2 separate regions of the Capsicum annuum genome follow, and region 1 is linked to region 2. The links are chromatin contacts, called in public Hi-C maps. All regions are on one chromosome and are shown on one strand. Each heading gives the region's core, a stretch centred on a gene start, on an enhancer-like site or on the middle of the called end of the contact. The rest is flanking DNA. Distances are from core to core; before and after follow the strand shown.

Region 1 (6,744 bases), core at 596-3,095, 45 kb before region 2:
TTTACTCCTTATTATACGATTCCAAAAGGTTATGGCTAGTACCTTACTGATCCCAAGAGTTCAACATAAAGGTTATTTATTATTTCACATTTTTCTTCAAACCCACTCGTTTTTTAAAATCCCTGTTTTATATTACAACTATAATAAACTAGTAGATGTCAAATCATTATTCACTTCAAAATCATGTGAGTCAAAATCTGGCAATCAGTTTTATAACGGAAGTAGTAACAAATACTTCCGCTGTCCATTTTTACCTAGTGTTGAGGTATAGAGCATTAAGTTAATCCTTTCAGGAAGTTCCTATTCGGTCTAGCTTGCATGAGTATAACTTTGTTACGTTGTTTTGCAGAGGTTATATGGCCCCTGAATATGCACTCTGGGGTTATTTAACACACAAAGCAGATTTGTACAGTTTTGGGGTGGTTGTATTAGAACTCGTTGCTGGGAAGAACAACATGAAATATCATCCTGATGAGAACTATGTCTGTCTTCTCGATTGGGTAAGAACGAGCATCCCTTTGTATCAGGTCCATGAATAGCGAACATCTAAAGCATGTCTCGGTTTACTTGATGAAAACTTCGTAGTATTATTAAATAATGCATTTGTATTGCTCAAGTCGACTTTGGTAGCATTTCAAAAAATGCATTGACCAAAAGTATCTTTCGCAAGTTCTCTAGTTCAATCATTGTGCTTCTTTCAGGCCCTGGTTTTACAAAAAAAGGGAAAGTTTTTGGAGCTAGTAGACCCAAGGTTAGGTTCCAACTACAACAAGAAGGAGGCATTGAGGATGATCAAAGTGGCCTTACGATGTACTAATCCATCGCCAGCACTAAGGCCAAACATGTCTGCAGTAGTGAACATGCTTGAAGGTCGTTTGGACGTTGATGACGCTAACTTCGATTCAAGTGGCTACGATGATGAATTTAATTTTCAAGGATTAAGAGATAAATACGATGAGATGCAAGTAAACTCTAGTGAAAACCAATCACTCTTTCGTTCAACTAACTCAAAGGACAATACCGATCGCTCTTCATCTTTCTTCCCTTCTACATCTACCTCTAAATAGAAGTCTTTCAATCTGCTCAATCTTGTATTTTAAACGACGACGAAAAAAGATGAAGAAGGAAATGTTGATCACACCACAACATATTATTTTATTGTTGATTCACATTGAGAGAGAATATTTATGTATAGCCTGTTCTAATATAGCCTCTGTCATTCATCCTTTTTAATGGCAACTCCAATTTTGATGATTTAAAATAATGAGAAACAAGAATTAATAATGCTTTGCAAAGAGCTTAAGTAACAATTCATGCCACATCTATCTCTCTGGAAAGTGAGTTTTTCCAGAAATGTTGGTGGGATTTGAACTCCTTAAACTTGCAATATAATCACTACACTGCAAACTAATATCTGTGTATCGTTAGGATTTTTTTATGTAGTTTCTGTTCTTCACATCATAGTTTTTGTTTCTTTAATACTTTTATTTTTGGGAATTACCAAGTAAGTATTGTAACAGTATAACCATCAGACAAATGATAAAGTTATCCGAAGACAATTACTGTTAGAAGAACAATGAGTAAATATTCATTTAACCTTGCTTTTTAGCAATAAATTTTGTGTAAATTTCAATCTAATGTTGGTGTGAATTTGGAGATCAATCAATTTGCTATACGAAACCGAACATTGTATTTATTAAATTCTGGAATAAAATTACATGATTAAAATTCATACAATATTATTGTTGTAAAGATATTACACCTGAACCTAATTCAACTTCAAAAGCTAGTTACGAGGGGAGGATTGTCTAAGTTCACATGAGCAAATTGCAAGTTCATTCCCCAACCAATATGAACTTTTACCCACTTGAACCCCCCCCCCCCCCCCCCCCAACCCTCTCAATCTACGCTCAGGCCCAATTGGTGCGTGGACCGAGAGCCCAAAGGGGAATGAACTTGATGTTAAGGTTTTTGTCCTAATTTTCTTACCAAAATTAAGTTATACTTTTCTTGAAAGAAAAATAAAAGTAATACCATAATTACTTTTATTTTTCTTTAACTCTTCCATAATTGACAAATCTCTTTGTTGGAGGAAAGGTTTTGGACATCGTTTTTTCATACCATAACACAATAACATCCACAATGTAGTTTTTAAAGTGTCTTTGTTTAAGGGGAGATTTTCTCACAATAGGTTTTAAGTTTTTCAATATTATTTTTAATAAGTAGGTCATTTGACCAAACCATATTAATAATATGTAGGTCTTTTGGAATGACTTGAATGTGCATGGAATGTATGGTTTTCCTATCTTAGCTTTCAAGCCTATTTGTTGTTCCAAAAAGAGTCTAAGTTTTTCACTTGATGAGCAACTCTTGTTCCTTGTCATACTTATGTGGGTTGCCTAATTTATTCTTTCTTGAGAGGGTATTCGGGTAAGAGGGATGTTTGATTGTATGTGAAGTTTGAGTCACCTTGGCAAGATGCTATGATTGATTACACTAATCCTAATCCTCATACCTTGAGGAACTTGTTTGCTTGTCCTTCCTATTGTTTTGCAAGGTTCAGATTCGAGGACGAATCCTTTCTAAGGAGAGAAGGATGATACGGGTCAAAAAGACATCTTAGCACTCGAGGACATTAAGACGTGAGTGAAGACCCGAGCTTGTGGGGCTACCCATCCAAGGAACAAGCTTTGAAGTATTGAGAACAAGTCCCAACACTTCAAAACCTTCAAGGAGTACACTACAAGGTCGCCCCTTTGTTTGGGCTCATTAAGGGCCTTTGGGTCATTTTTGTAATAAGTGTTGCCCTAGTCTATAAATAGAACATTTAGGTCATTTTGTCATTTAGAACTTTAATGATATATCTTGTAAACTCATTGAGAGTGTTTGGCAAGGTGGAATCCTTGTGGCAAGGTGGAATCCTTGTGCTGTTAACTTGCTTAGAAACGGTGGTTGCTTGAGAGTTTCGATTCTATTGAGGTCTCCGTAAGAGTGTAGGTGTCCTGTATTCATGTTGTTTGTGTTTTGATGTTTAAAATACATCTTATTGCCTATAACGTGTAGTACATTATGTCTCACTATCTATCCTCTTAGTTATAGTCATCTTGTTTTTCATTTTGTGTTGCTTGTTCATCTCGTGATAGTGGACTATTTTGTGCCATTTCGTGGGATGTTTTAACACTTCATAAGTCGTTCTTGTATTATTTGGTATCAGAGTCATCATTGATTTCGTTCCCACGAGATCAATCTTAGGCTTATTCACTCAAAAAATAAAAAAAAAAGTGTTGAAAAACTGAAAAACTCAAAAATAGTAATCTGTCCACGTTTTTGTGCTTAGGACAAAATTTGAAGCCTAGTTTTCTTGAGATTTTTATGTGTATTGTGTTTTCTAGTGTTAGATCTTTGTTTCCTAACATTAGAAGAGGTGTCCAAGGTCGAAAAAATCTCACAAAAAGAAGTTATTCTACAGGTTTGGTGTCTTAGTCGAAGTGTTGTTATTGTTTGGCCGAATTTATGTCTAGATTTAAGTGTTGTTTTGATGGTCTTTGTTGTTTCTTGTGTTGTTTTTTTTTCTCTCTAACACTACTTGAGTCTAACCCAAGTTCTTGAGCAAAAAAAATTGCAAGTTGTTGTGGGAAGAGTGGACGGTTTTTGTTGTTGTTGTTGTTGGAGTTCTTGTGTTGTGTTGTGTTGTGTTGAAGAAGTCTTGTAAAAGGTTGTTGTTTGATCCAAATTCAAAGGGAAGAGAGTGTGGTTTCTTGTTAGTCTTGAAACAACTTTCAAGACATTACCAAAGGAAAAAAAGAACAAAAGACCTCCCAAAAGTCTTCATACCAAAAGGGAGTAAATTCGAGGAAATGGGAACAAGACCTCCAAAAGGTTGTCTTGCCATTTTGGTTCAAGCAGGTGAAAGACTTTATGAGTCTTGAAAGTGGAGTCTAGACCTTGTTTGTCCCACACCTTGACCGAAATTCTCCTCTCCCATACATGAAATTGAACAACTAGTTTCTTAAAACAAAAAATTTTCAACTTCAACCACATTCCAATGTCCAATAGTTAAGTACCACGTCATCAAAGAGCTCAAGAACATTGGATATTCTAGTTTCACTTCTCGTTTTCATTAGTTTCAATTTGTTGATTCTCATACTAATTAGCAAACTAGTAAATACCTACTAGGTTGTAGATTAGTTTTTGAGTACGTTTTCTTTCGTATTAAGCGTTGTATTATGTGCTTTTCTCGTTTTTAAGTCGTAGTATCAACACTTGTGAGGCCAATAGAGTGAATACTTCAAAAGTATGAGCTTGAGATATTGTGGACTGTTTTGAGACAAATTGTGGATTGATTTTTGCTAACCTTTAATGTGTTTGCTGTTTTTGTGTTGTTTGTTTTGTAGTTCTAGATATGTATAATGGCGGATGAAGGTGAAATGCCTAGTTGGTTTAAATCCATCGTGGCAAAGCTTGATGTCATGGATAGCCGCTTGGGATCTTTTGAAGAGAAAATGGAGAGAATAGAAGGATGAATGGAAAGAATGAAAGGAATAATGGATAGAATGGAAGGACGAATAGAAAGGACGGAGAGCTCTATTTGCAAGAAGTTGGATAACTTGATAGAGCATTTAAGCTTTCCTTATTCAATTCCCGTGAGTGGCCAAGCTCCACATAAGCTACTAGGTAATCAAACTAACTCTTGCACTCTAGTGAATAAGGCTAATAACCAACTAAGTGTGAATGATAGTTTGTCTTTAGGTGAGCCGAATGTGCTTTCATTTTGTGATGATAATGTACAACTTGAGATTGTGGATACACTAGTTGATCCACCTAGTTATGAAGCCATTTTAGCAAGTGATAGTACATTGTCTTATGGAAGTCATGAAGATCAACCTGTGTGTAAAAATGGTGATGTTGAACATATTGGTCGATTGACTAAGGATGACCCTCTAGTTGTTTTTGTTGTAGATCATGCGAGTATAGAGGGAACATTTGATCGTAATTGTAGTATTATTGGGGTAGAAAAGTGTATTCTCAACCCATTCCCACAAACACTCCACCCATTTGATCCCGGTGATCATTTGAAATACGGTGATGATGTCTTTTGGAATGACTTGAATGTGCATGGAATGTATGATTTTCCTATCTTGGCTTTCAAGCCTATTTGTTATTCCACGAAGAGTCTACATTTTCCACTTGATAAGAAACTCTTGTTCCTTGTTTCTTGTCATACTTATGTGGGTTGCCTAATTTATTCTTTCTTGGGAGGGTATTCGGGTAAGAGGGATGTTTGGTTGTATGTGAAGTTTGATCCACCTTGGCAAGATGCTATGATTGATTACACTAATCCTAACCCTCATACCTTGAGGAACTTGTTTGCTTGTCCTTCCTGTTGTTTTGCAAGGTTCAGATTCGAGGACGAATCCTTTCTAAGGAGAGGAGGATGATACGGGTCAAAGAGGCATCTTAGCACTCGAGGACATGAAGACGTGAGTGAATACCCGAGCATGTAAGGCTCCCCATCCAAGGAACAAGTTTTGAAGTGTTGAGAACAAGTACCAACACTCCAAAACCGTCCAAGGAGTACACTACAAGGCCGCCCCTTTGTTTGGGCTCATTAAGGGCCTTTTGGTCATTTTTGTAATAAGTGTCGCCCTAGTCTATAAATAAAATATTTAGGTCATTTTGTCATTTAGAACTTTGATGATATATCTTGTAAACTCATTGAGAGTGTTTGGCAAGGTGGAGTCCTTGTGTTGTTAACTTGCTTAGAAACGGTGGTAGCTTGGGAGTTTCGATTCCCTTGAAGTCTCCGTAAGAGTGCAGGTGTCCTGTATTCATGTTGTTTGTGTTTTGATGTTTAATATACATCTTAGTGCCTATAAAGTGTAGTGCATTATGTCTCACTATCTATCCTCTTAGTTATAGTCATCATGTTTTTCATTTTGTGTTGCTTGTTCATCTCATGATAGTGGATTGTTTTGTGCCATTTCGTGGGCTGTTTTAGCACTTCATAGGTTGTTTTTGTATCAACGTTTTAAGTTTTTCAATATTATTTTTAATATGTAGGTCATTTGACCAAATCATATCAATAATATTTTTTCAGTATTTGATTTTCTTTGTCATCTGATTTATCTTCTATATAGTTTGCAAACTTTAAACTCCCGCATGACGCCCTCTCAATTTCGAATCCAACACTGACTCTCATACCATGCAAAGATATAACACCTGAACCTAACTCAATCGCAAAAGCTAACTCATGAGAGAAAAATTATGGAAGTTCATAAAAACAAACCCACAATTCATTCCCCAACCAATATAGACTTTCACCTATTTTAACATGCGTAAAGAATCTAGTAAACAAAACTAAATGACTTGAGAAATTAATAGTGGTAAAAGTACTTTTTATTGCTACATCAGACATCCTACATCAAAGAGGTCCCATTTATGTCATGTTCTTTGTTTTTACTCTTCTTGTCCACATCCAAGAACTGATTATTAAGGCATAATACTCAGCATTTAAAATTGGTCTCATCTAAAAAAAATGAGAATTTTAACTTTGAGAGTATATATATTGACATTTCAACTTGGTATCAAACTAATAATATTGTACGAATATTCAATATTAATATGACACAAATTTTAAAAATGCTTAGATAATTATTTTGTAAGTTTAGGTATTTAACTGACACAATAAAAATAACTTTTAAGTCGTTAAGGTCTCTTAATATGTATATTCCAATGTTCACATAT
Region 2 (6,050 bases), core at 2,210-4,709:
TTATTTCTTATTTAATTTTCGTGTTGTCTATTTTTATTTCTTAACGAATGACATGTCTACAATTGAGGAATAATTTGATTCCAGTATCAATAGCAAGAACATATGAGTTATCTGTTAGGTTTTGTGTGTGACAGGAGCTGTATTTTGTTGTTCGAAACATATAGTAATCTGATGAAATAGATTATTTATCTGTTGAAACAGATTACTAATCTGGTGCAACAGAATACCCATCTATTCGATTCATAATCATATTACGGGCACCTAGAACCCTTAAACATGAATCCAACATGAGTTTACTGTCACAACAGAACATTTATCTCGTGCCACAGATAATGGATCTGTTTAAACAGATTGCTCTTGTATTGCATTCATGTTCGCTTGCAAACTATTGTTGAAAAAACAACACACTAGCAGTTACCCAGATTCAACTAAAAAGCATAATCTGACTTACCAAAGTCTCCTCTCAAGTAAATTTCAAAGTTGAAAGTGATTTACGAAACAAAATTTGACATAAGAATTTGGTCAAAGAGCAGCAGTTGGGGTAACAACAACAACAACAACAACAATGGTCAACAAGAAGAATATGAAGTTGATAATGAAGTATAAGATGATGATAATGAATCAGAAGATGATGAATAAAGCAGCAGCAACAATGAACAACAAATATCGTGAAGAGAGAGAAAATAACAATGGATGAGGAGAGAGAAAAAGACTCTTTTTTTCTCTTCGTTCCCCGTTATATATTAACTAACATTTGAATCAAAGTGTAAATTTAAAAACTTGTGGGTTATTTTGAAATTTTTCAAACTTTCTTAAACCGGTAATTGTAACCTCTACTCAATTATTAAGACTTGTGTCACCTACACCTTATTTTAAAACTCTTTTGTCACCTGTGGCCCAAATCCCCAAGTTTGATGGCAAGAATTTTTATTTAGTTTTAGTGAAAAAGTTACAGCATTATATGTGTTTCTACAGCAAATATATTGACTATCCATCCAAGATTAAACAAGACAAGGTCCCATAAATGCTATCATGTTCAATCTACTCTTCGTGTCTATTTCAAACAATAAATTATTCCAATTTGTGCACATGCATTATGTCCCATTAGATACAAATTTTACTTTGGTTTTTCAATGCTAAGATACTAGTCGTCTGGATAAGGTTTTGCGAAAATAATTCATTACGAGTAACTAATATATTTTTGTGTTTAATATTTATCTATTTACGCGCCTCTCAATTTTAAAATAGTTAATGTCAAGGGCAAAATTGAAAAAAATCATTAATTCTTTATTGATAAGTGTTAAGTCTGATTAAAAAAAAAAGCGTTAATTCCTTAGTTTTGATAATTGACAAATTGCATACTAGGGACATGGTTCCTATAGATTGTGTGATGACAAAGTTGTAATTACTTAGGAAACTGATTGAGCTTACACGCCACGGTCATAGTCAACCTCACAGCTGGACGAAAGTACAAAAAGTTGGTGAAAAACTGTTGCAACCTTTTGTCTCGGTCAATGGAATTCCTCCTAGGTTTTCTTATGTCATACATATATTGCTCATCTTCTACAACAAGAAAACCAAGCTTCAAAATACTTACAACAATATCTCTCTCGAAGTTCTTGGATCAAAGACTCACTTTGCAATAGGGAACTGATAGCTCATAAAGTTGTAATCTATTTTCTTGTTATATTTGAGTCTTTGTATTGTGATCTAAGACGTTGCCTACTGCTGCTTGTATGATTATTAGTAGGTATTGTGGTGTAAATCTCATTTTACTGAATCATCTGGAGTTAGCTTGTCATTCCAGTTAAAGTTAGCTGGTGTGTGGTGCAGTAGGGTTACTGTAAGTTTCTCTTTGTAATAGAGATATTACTAGAAGAAGAAGGATTAGGAGTTTAATTCTTGAAAGCTGGAGTTTGTATTCAAGTTTGCTCGGATATAATGAAGTTGCTTGGATATAATGGAGCTTTAGAAATCCTAGAGGCAGGTGGTAGGTTTTTCTCCCTTGAGCAAGGAGTTTCCACGTAAAACTATTGTGTCCGCTATTTACTCTCTCTAAGCACTTTACTGTTAAGTTTTCTCCTAGTTCTTGTTGGTTGAGTCCATTGATACCAGGTCCCAAAGTTGAGTAGCAACCCACTACAACCCTTCAATAAGGATTTACAATAACTACTTTTAAATTGCTAAATTAATCAGTAATATAAATACATTAAATACATAAATACATTAAATTGCTAAATTAATCAGTACTACTACTACACTCGGTACTATAGAATTTCATGTTTTTGATTATTTCATTCAAGCTGATACTTTTCAACTCTCCAAAAAGACGACATTCAATGTTTTTTAACACTGTCCCCAAATTAAAGAAGGTTGGCCTCTTCGGCCTATTTAACAGTCGGTAGGCCTCTAATTAATTTCTCACCCACATGCAGATTTCCCAATCAGGGGCAGATCCACTTTTGTGATATTAAGTTCATCGGACAGATTTTAATATATGAAACTGAAGCAACAGTAGATCCTTGTACAGAAAATGACGTATCAATAATTTTTATGGTACTATTATTGGTTTAGGTCAAACATAAGAAAAGTCAAGTTCCATGCCTTTTATTATAAGGAAAAAGTTAAAAATACCCTTAAATTATTTAAAATAGATTAAATTTATCCCTCGTTATATTTCAGGGTGGAGAATACTTTACCCTGTTTAAGAATTGAGTGGGTTTGACTACTTTTTCATTGGAAAATAATGTTCCTACAAAAATATCCAACTTGAAGTTCAATTTTTGAAATTTAAAATTTCAGGATAGTGTACTGATGACTGCCCAGTACAAACTCTTCAAAATCTTTTAAACTTTCCCATGGTGTCTGGTATTCGTATTCGCATTATGACTAATTCCAAAGACAAACTTTTATACATGAAACTCCAGAAAACTTTTTTTGCTACAGTTGCAGCAAAAAGATGCCGGAGTTGATGGCTTCCTTCATTGCAATATCCTCTATACGAAGTTCATCATTTTATTGTTTAAGTATCCATTTTCATGGCAACTGAATTAAGAGCATTCAACCTATGTTCTAATTTTGAAGCAAAACCAAGTTGAATTGTAACAAAACTTTTTAACACAAACACAGAGGGCAGCCCGGTGCACTAAAGCTACCGCTATGCGTGGTGTCCGGGGAAGGACCCCACCACAAGGGTGTATCGTACGCAGTCTTACTTTGCATTTCTGATGTATTTATAATCACTGATTATAATTTACAACTTAGAATCTGAACAACAAAGTAATAACAACACAAACTAAGGAGAGAATAACAGGGAAGAAGATAATCTAGAAGGGAATGAGATGCGAGACCATAGAAGAGAGATGAGAGATACCAGATTAAGCCAAAACTTCAACATAATTCACATAACTCCTTCAATAGGTAACTGTCCCCTTTTAATGTGCTTGCTTAACCCGGATCCTAGGGGCAATCCACTCTATTGTCGGGGTGTAACTTCACCTCAGGCTCAAGTTCATCGTTTAATGTGTTATTACTTGTTTGGTCTACAAAGCCCGTAACAGGGTTCATAACATGAACGCTCTTATGATTTATCATTGATCACTCAGATCATTAGTGTCTGGTCCTTGTCGGACATGTCCCACAGCTTTAATATTTCCAATAGTATAGTTGTAGCATCGCATTCCTCTTAAGAAAAATCAGCTATATGTATATATATTCAGTAAGCTGTGTGTGTTCATTATGTATATTCACTTCAACCTTTTTGCATGCTTGAGAAGATGTCATTGTCGTCACCTTTCTGTATTTTTTCTTTTCTGCTGATCATCTTCACCTTAGCCCTGATTTCCGAAACCATTCAAGCACAAAACGGTCGCCTTCTTCCCAAAGAAGAAAGTAACGTCTCTCACTCTCTCTCGTAAATTCTCAGCGTATAAATTAAAGTTAGAAATCTTTATTTAAAGTTTAAGAACATTTAATTTCGTCTTCGTGGGAAAATTCCAGTACTTTTGAGTTTTTTGTTTCTTAAAACTGTATACAAGTTTTATGATTTTTTTTTAGAGAATGCTCTGAAAGAAATCGCGAAACAGTTGGGGAAAAAGGACTGGAATTTTGATATGAATCCTTGTGATGACAATACAACTTGGACGACACCAAAAAGAAGTAATTCACAGTATTACAACAATGTAACCTGCAATTGCTCTACCCCTGATGGTTTCTGTCATGTAGAAAGTTTGTGAGCCTTCTTGCTTTACCTCTTTTTATTTGCCTCCAATATTTTTTTTAAATAATCACCTTCAATTTCTTAAAATTAACATGTGTGCCACTAAAAGGAGATTCCAAGCTCTTATTAAAAATCAATTGCGTTTACCAATGCTTTTACGTGATTGTCAGCTAACCTTGAATGCTAAAAGTATCATCAAAACATATGACTCTCGTATCCTATTTTTTACCTTGTACTCTTACATTATTACTGCGATAAGTAAAACGAGGTTTCTATTGCATTACATATAAAACTGGTTTAGATTATCTAAACCAGACGGCAGTATATCTGATATAGGAGTATATAATAACTCTGACAGCAGCTTCTCTAACTGTTAACAGGTTTATCAGAGGACAGGATCTGGAAGGCGTGCTGCCTGCATCCCTGGCAAAGTTAACCTATCTGAAGACGATGTACTGAGAGCATCCTGTAGATCAATTTATTTCTACATATACAACCAGTTTTTGAATTTTACTTATTTTTTAGAGAATCATTATGGTTTTACATGTAGTGATCTTAACCGCAACTACTTAAGTGGTACAATTCCCCCTGAATGGGCATCTACCAACTTGGAAATCATGTGAGGCAATTTATTCGTTATGCAAAATTTAAATGTCTACTTTTGATTCCGACTTTCTCATCAGTTTGACGTTTTGCAGGGCTATTTCTAATAATCGGTTATCTGGAGCTGTCCCAGAGTACATAGGAAATATTACCTCACTTGTGAAATTGTAAGTTCCCTTGGTTCCGTTCTTTTCACGTGGATCAAATATATATGTACCTGAATATTAGAAGTTTCCTGATGTCATCCTAATTTTTCATCAGGAGTTTGGAAGCTAACCTGTTTAATGGATCGCTTCCTGCAGAAATAGGGAAGCTGGTCAATCTACAGATGCTGTAAGTCTTCCTTACTCTTCTTCTTCTTAGCTAATTTAATAGGCCAATTTACTGTTTGTATTCTGTACTGGAAGACGTTAATGTGAACTAAAACTGTAATGAAGCTAAGAAATAGAAATGGAGTGGTTATTGAGAGAGTAGTCTATAACAATCCTTTTTTAAAGACTCAGTGAGCATTATTAGCAAAGTGAAAATGATGCATAGACATTTTATATGGTTCTTTTTTCATTTTTTTCAATGTGCTGTTCGGTTCAGCTTACACACGTCTAGATAAATCCACGGGATAGTTTACTAGTACATCCTACAAGCACATGCGCTGATAAACCTGTCCCCTTTGGTTAGAACAGATGAACTCACATTGAGTGTTGAACCCAAGTTTCAAGTTATTACTATCTTAACCATTAAACTATCTTCTTTGGGGAATATGCTTTCTCTGGTACATTCAGGTACTATAGAAAGGAGAAGTAAGCCAAAACGGCTAGGATATGGCTCGGGTATTGGGGTATGTAAGTATACTTACAAATGAATTTCCATCGGATATTACAGGAAAGGGATAATGTGCAACTTTGAATTGTCAATTATATCCTTTATGGAAATAGAAAACTGATTCGAGGAATTTTGACACGAGTGTTTAATTAGTTCGGGCTTGTATAATGATAAACATATAATTTAGGGGAAAAAAATAAATTACCTAATATATGGAAATTAAGTATTTGGACCATCAAGATTGCAGTTGACACTACTATTTTCAATATCATATACAGCAATCACAAAGTTTATTAAAGGAGAAAGATATTATTTTGATAGGATGAGAGAGAAGAAGAGTAGAAAAAGAATTGCCAAAGTATAAGCAAATCGTGTTGTGTGTTACTGCTTGAGTCACTAGCTTCTTCAA

The links. A called contact is a pair of places that touch in the nucleus more often than the background predicts.
Region 1: a contact with region 2 is called in a Hi-C map of leaf, with 2.1 times the contacts expected there. The contact joins the enhancer-like site here to the promoter of LOC107859214 in region 2. A contact is called at or near these places in 4 of 5 Hi-C or Micro-C datasets (bud, leaf and placenta).

Annotation. Positions count from the first base shown.
Region 1 is chr2:123,298,447-123,305,190 of UCD10Xv1.1, reverse strand. LOC107859213 (probable LRR receptor-like serine/threonine-protein kinase At1g07650) reads left to right here. Exons shown (of 24, transcript XM_016704140.2): 23 at 350-500; 24 at 702-1,233. The coding sequence ends at 1,067. Among protein-coding and RNA genes, the nearest start is that of LOC107859213, 19 kb to the left of the region's middle. Within about 2 kb of position 1,845, at least 1 of the 5 cell types and tissues checked has an H3K27ac peak or open chromatin away from gene starts, as enhancers often do. A contact at or near this core is called in leaf, where this site is marked.
Region 2 is chr2:123,256,023-123,262,072 of UCD10Xv1.1, reverse strand. It overlaps LOC107859214 (probable LRR receptor-like serine/threonine-protein kinase At1g07650), which reads left to right and starts at 3,459. Exons shown (of 25, transcript XM_016704141.2): 1 at 3,459-3,891; 2 at 4,057-4,231; 3 at 4,600-4,671; 4 at 4,770-4,838; 5 at 4,918-4,989; 6 at 5,084-5,155. The coding sequence starts at 3,765.